Linked DNA regions of Oryctolagus cuniculus: region 1 is linked to region 2. Evidence: chromatin contacts called from public Hi-C data. All regions are on one chromosome and are shown on one strand. The core of a region is the stretch at or near the end of the contact, and the rest is flanking DNA. Distances in the headings are between cores, read along the strand shown.

Region 1 (2,806 bases), core at 159-2,658, 170 kb before region 2:
GCCAGGTGCGAGTGGGCAGCGAGGGGCTTTCTGGCTGAGTGTTGTCCACCCCCTTGCTGGGTGGCCCAAAGCCCTCAACCCCCAGAGGCAGAAATGCTGACTCTGTAATTGTGAAATCATTTGCATATTGTGAAGCACTTTGCATATGATGAGGGTGATTTGCATACGCAGAGAGGGACATCTGAATTCCCGGGGGCAGCATCTCTGTGTGTCTTCCTCCCTTTGCAGACAAACTAACCGGAGACTTCCGTTTTAGAATTCTGCAGGGGACCAGAAAGGTGTCCCGGCAGCCCCGTGGTTCTGGTGGGGGTGAGGCAGGCAGAAAGCCTTCCAAGGAGAAGCAGGTCCTTCTCCCCACGGGGAGCTGGGGTCCCGGCAGGAGCAGCCATTGGAGCAGCAGGTGGGGCCAGAACCAGACTGTGCCCAGGAGGGGGAAAAGTGACATGGGAGGCTTCGGGACCCCTGCTCCGGTGTAACCTCAAGGATCCAAATGCTCCCTCCCTCTCCTGTCCTGGGTGACTCCCAGAGAAAGGATGCAAAGTGAACTGCTGGGCCAGACGCCCACAGCGGTGGAGGCCCTGGAGGTGGAGGTGGCTCTGGGCTGTGACCCAGGGCTAGCAATATGCACCTCAATAGGACAAACGAGGACCCAGTGAGATGGTGCGCGCAGAGCGAACGGCACACAGTAGGTGCTCAGTACGCTGTGGTTACAATGCCGTTTGCAGCCCTACTCTGAGATGAGAGAAGAGGTCAGGCCTGGCTTTCTCTCCGTGAGCAGAGCGCGGAGCTCCCCAGGCTCTGGCGTTCCCAACAGGAGGTCCAGCCAGCGTGCAGTGGACCCCAAAGGGTTACAAGTCTTGGAGACAGTGGCCTGAGGTTCCCAGCGAAAAACCAAAGCATAAAAATAATTCGATGAGTAAGAATAAAATTCCCTCTTCTGAGGTTCCCGGGGCCAGGCCCCTCCCTGCGGCAGGCACTTCCCCTTTCCCTGGTTCTTGGAGGAGCCAGGCCCGGTTGACTCAGAGCAGGAGCGCCGCAGCCATCCGGCCATCCCAGCCCCCGGACGGCTTCGGTCGGCGCGGTCTGGCGGCCGGGCGCGCCCCCGTGCGGCCGCGGGCGGGACTGCAGCCCAGAGAGGAAGCGGTCGGCAGAGCCCCCAAGTCCAGCCGCCCGGCCCGATCGCCGCCCCCGCCGGCCGGCCGGCCCGGCAGAACGCGATTTCCGCCAGGGGCGGGGAACCTCACTTCCGTCCGCTTTCCCCTAGCCGCCCGGTGGCCCGGCCCGAGCGGAAGTGCGCTGGCCGTTCGGGTCCCCCAGGGCTGCGAGGCGGAAGCGCGCTCCGCCGCCGCCCCCCGAGGCCCCACGGCGCGCAGCGCGTCAGGTTCCGGACAGGCCCGGTGTGACGTGGCCGCGCGCGGGGGGCGGCTCCGGGCCGGGGGCCGGGCGGCCGGGGCCGGGCGGGGCCGAGCCGGGGCGGGGCGCGGCGCCGCAGCTGGATGGCCGGGGCCGCCTGGAGCGCCGCCGCCGCCGCCGCCGCCGCACGGTGAGTGACCGCGGACCCGAGCCGCGCGGCTCGCCCGGTCGGGCCGGACCCCTCTCCCGGAGCCCGCGACTTAACTTGCCTGCCTCGGACTCCTCTCCCTTGCCGCCCACACTTGCTCCCGGTCTCCGCCTTCGCTCCCTGCGCCCGCTCTCCCGTGCTGACCCCCTGCATCTGACTCTCTTCTTCTGCTCCTCTCCCAAACTTGGGGTCCCTTCCCCTCTGGGTGACCCGGCCCGGACTCGGCCTGGCCCGGGGCTGCCTCTGGTCCCCGGTGGAGCCCAGCCGGTGCCATCCTCGGGGGCTTGGGACAGCGAAGGCCCGGAGCCCCCCACCCCAGCCCTCCCCGGACATAGGCATCTTTTCCACCGCCCAGGGGCAGCCGCCTTCCCGCGCCCCTCCCTAGCCCAGCCGGTGAGGAAACTGAGGCAGAGCCGAACCAGGTCAAGGTCATAAGTCAGGGCGGACTCACACGCCGAGTTTCCAGCCTGAACTCCTCACTTGGTTGAGTCAGGCACGGCCCCATCCTGTGACTGATTCCCCGTGATCCGCCAGCGGATACGTCCCTGCGGGCTGCCCCCTCTCTGTGCCTGGGCCGTGCTGGCCCGGCCACCTGCCCTCTCGCCCACCCCACCCTGACCACCGTGGCAGGAAGGCCGCGCTCGCCCCCAGTTCTCTGAGTCTGTAAAACTTGGGCATCTCGCGGAGGAGCAGCCTGCTCGCCAGCCCCACCTCCTGTCAGCCCTGCCGGGCCGTGGGCTCATCACGATCAGGTCTGGTGGTCCTGGCTCAGCTGCTCAGCCTCCCCCACCTGTGCCTCCCCATCTGGCTGGACAGTGGCAGCCTCCATCCCTGGGCTGTCCTCACCCTGGGCCCATGCTGGCGGCGCAGCCTCCCCTGGCAACCAGAGACACCCAGCTGGGCCGGGCTGGCCGGTGGCTGGATGGAGCCCAGCCAGAGCCTCACCCTGTCATCAGAGAAAGCGTAGCCTCTGGCAGACACGCTGCTACACCGCTGCCTGCTGCTGGCTCAGAGGGAAAAAATGTTTGCTCCTGAGGAGCCGGCGTGTGGCGTGCGGTGGAGCAGAGCCCCCTTGCTCTGCACGCCCACCATCGGGTCCCGGGTGGATTCCATGGCCTCTGGGAGGGGCGGGGAGGCGCCGCGTGGCCTGAGCAGGTGCACAGCCCAGGCTGGCAGCTCACGTAAGCGGCCTTTGTGTCTTTCAGCTCGTGGCATGCCTGGATGTCCCTTCTCTGGCTGTGGCAT
Region 2 (2,754 bases), core at 14-2,513:
TCGCTGACATCCTGCAGCACGATCACCCGGTTGTGGGCCTCCTTCAGGTTGGAAGTAAACATAGACCGGAAGAAGCAGCTCTGAGCTGAAAGGACCAGCCGGTGGAGCTGAAACTCCCGGCCTTCCACGGAAATGGTGACATCAGCAAAGAGCTCCTCCTCCAGACACAGTTTCATGATGCCCTGAGCCACACGACCCGAGTGTGACCGGTCTTTGAAAGTGTAGTTCACAAAGTAGTTCTCATCCATGGACGCTCCGGGCTCCTCTGGTGATTCCATGGTAGCCAGCTTCTCTCTCTGCCAGCTGTCTGCAAAGCAATACCACCCCGGGTAACTTGGGGGAATTCACAGCCACAGTCTGTGAATCCAACTCTCCAAATGAGGCAGGGAGAAGGGAAAGGTGAGGGCAAAGTGGGTCCACACTGGCCTCAGTCCTGGCCCTGCGGATGATGCCCCTGACCCTCTCCTGCATCCAAAGCCAGGTTCTCTCTCCTGCGAAGGCATCCCTCCCCCAGTGAAATCAACCAAAGCTCCAACTCTGGGGGCTTCCTTGAGAAAATACGTAATATTCCTTTCATAATGTTAACAAAAGACAGGATTTAGGACCACACATAAAAGCTGGTGACCTTAAAAGCCTTACTAAGCAACCAACTCGAGCATAAAACTAGGGATCCTCGGGCAGCAGAACTACACAAAACAAGATCTACGTCCTTGTGGCCAAGTCACCTCTTGCCCTATGCATGGGGCCCAGACCCTCCAGTTTGAGGCTTGGCCCGGGACAGCCGTCAGCCCCACTCCTGCTGTTCTGAGCTTCTCCCCCACCCACTTCCCGGCCTGCCCTAATGACTTCCCAAGGCTCCGTCCCGGAACTCGAGACAGAGCCCAGCCGCCCCCAGCCCGGGGCACTAGGAGGTCCATCACCCAGTGCAGGGTCCCCACTCCACCTGGTGTCGCCAGGGAAACGGTCGCCAGGGAAACGGTTCTTCCCCCTCAGTCCCGCCTGCCCTCGTCAAAAGCTTAGGCTGGAGAGCGGGGGAGGGGTGTGGAACGTAGAACCCAGAACGCCCGCTCCTTCCCTCCCTTCACCCCCCAGGTCTTCGGCGTCCTCACCTTCTCTCCAGCCTCTGTCACACTGAGCTAAGGCTACGTCCACCTCACGGCTTTCCCACCTGTCCGTCGCGTTTTCTCACCTGCCTTCCCTCCTTTCATCCCGGTGCCCGGAATCCGGAACCCCTGCTTCCGGCCTCGAGTCCGCCCGGAAGAAGATCTGCTGCACACTTCCGCTTCCGGTCCGTGCCCTTGGGGCTCCGTGTCCTGCGAACCTTCCCTGGGCTAGTTGGTGGACATCCGGGCAACATGGCGGCAGTGGCGGCTAGGGGCTGGTGGCGCGGTCTCGTGAGGGCCGCCACGCTGGCCAGGGGTGAGCAGGGGGCAATCGGCTGAGGCCGGGTTTAAGAGGAGGGGCGCGCCCGGCGCGCTGAGCTCCTCACGCCTCACCCCGCGCGTCTGTGCCTTTTATCTGCCTGTGCAGGGACCGGGCGACCCTCGGTGCTGTTGCTGCCGGTGAGGAAGGAGAGCGCCGCGGCCGACACGCGCCGTGAGTATGTGCGGGCAGCGCTCTTCTCCGTCCCGCCGACGGGGACTGCTCACCGGGGTCCTTGCCTAGGGTGCCCTTCACCGCGTGCCCCTGGCGGATGCCTTCCTGTCCTTGGAAACCTGACTGCAGAAGCCAGCCGCGTCCGTGCTCTTAGACCCTTCTGTTACTGCCTGATTGTCCTTTGGCCACCTCCGTGACCCTGTTTCTCTGACTGAACTGCCAGCTCTTATGAAAGAGCAGGAAACCTAACTTCTGGGTCTGAGCCGTGGGATGCTAGCAGCTCCCGGTGTTTCCTCTGTGTCAGAGCTCCTCACTCGGCTTTTTAGTGAATGATCTTCTGTAGTCTTCATGTCATTTTTAGGATGTAGCTAGTAACTCCCCACACTGCAGACCCGGAGAGTGAAATTGCCCGGGTCACAGGCCTAGTGAGTGACAGAGCGGGCCCACCCAGCACTCTGCAGCTTGTCAGTGATTTAGGTCATTGCAGGGAGATCCTGTGTTGCAGTCAACATGATAAGCAGGCTGGGAGCTGGCAGACCTGGCATCCCCTCCTTTCTGGGTCTCCTTTGTCTCATACAAACAAAACAAACCCTGACCATTTCAAGAAATCATCTCTGAGGGCTCTTCAGCCCTAAAGTTCTTAGCTTGAGAACCTGGGATAAGGAGATACGGAAAAGCAAAAGTGTTGGTTCCTGTCCTCAGCTCCTGGTCTAGCAGGGGAGCTGAGATTGCGCCCTATGTCAGAGAGCTGTGGGCGTTCTGAAAGATGCCAACATCGCAGTTGCAGTGCTGAGTCCTGTGGACTGTGGTTGAGATGTTATTTCCCCACGTTCTCATGGCTTCCAGTCCCACCTTTCTCGAGGGTCTCCAGGGATCTCTGCTGGGACATGACGCCCCTTAGAAGCCCGAGAGACTGTGGAAGGCCGGCTGCGGCTCCCTCCGTTCCTTTGTTGACTGTCTCTTTTCTTTCCAGCCACTGTCAGACCACGGAATGACGTGGCCCACAAGCAACTCTCAGCTTTCGGGGAATACGTGGCTGAAATCCTGCCCAAGTATGTCCAGCACGTTCAGGTAATGCTGCTGTTGTGTGGGTCGGAGTACGGAAAAGCAGCAGCCTCGGTTCAAAGAACCAAAGCTCCCCAGACTTGGGCTGCTTTC

What was found. A called contact is a pair of places that touch in the nucleus more often than the background predicts.
Region 1: a contact with region 2 is called in a Hi-C map of skin fibroblasts, with 4 times the contacts expected there. The contact joins the promoter of SLC39A13 here to the promoter of NDUFS3 in region 2. A contact is called at or near these places in 2 of 6 Hi-C or Micro-C datasets (ear pinna and skin fibroblasts).

What each region holds. Positions count from the first base shown.
Region 1 is chr1:18,583,410-18,586,215 of mOryCun1.1, reverse strand. It overlaps SLC39A13 (solute carrier family 39 member 13), which reads left to right and starts at 1,408. Exons shown (of 10, transcript XR_007922289.2): 1 at 1,408-1,543; 2 at 2,767-2,806.
Region 2 is chr1:18,411,057-18,413,810 of mOryCun1.1, reverse strand. NDUFS3 (NADH:ubiquinone oxidoreductase core subunit S3) reads left to right here and starts at 1,263. Exons shown (of 7, transcript XM_002709101.5): 1 at 1,263-1,419; 2 at 1,531-1,596; 3 at 2,570-2,667. The coding sequence starts at 1,356. It overlaps KBTBD4 (kelch repeat and BTB domain containing 4), which reads right to left and starts at 1,345. Exons shown (of 4, transcript XM_002709100.5): 1 at 1,190-1,345; 2 at 1-307. The coding sequence starts at 1,208.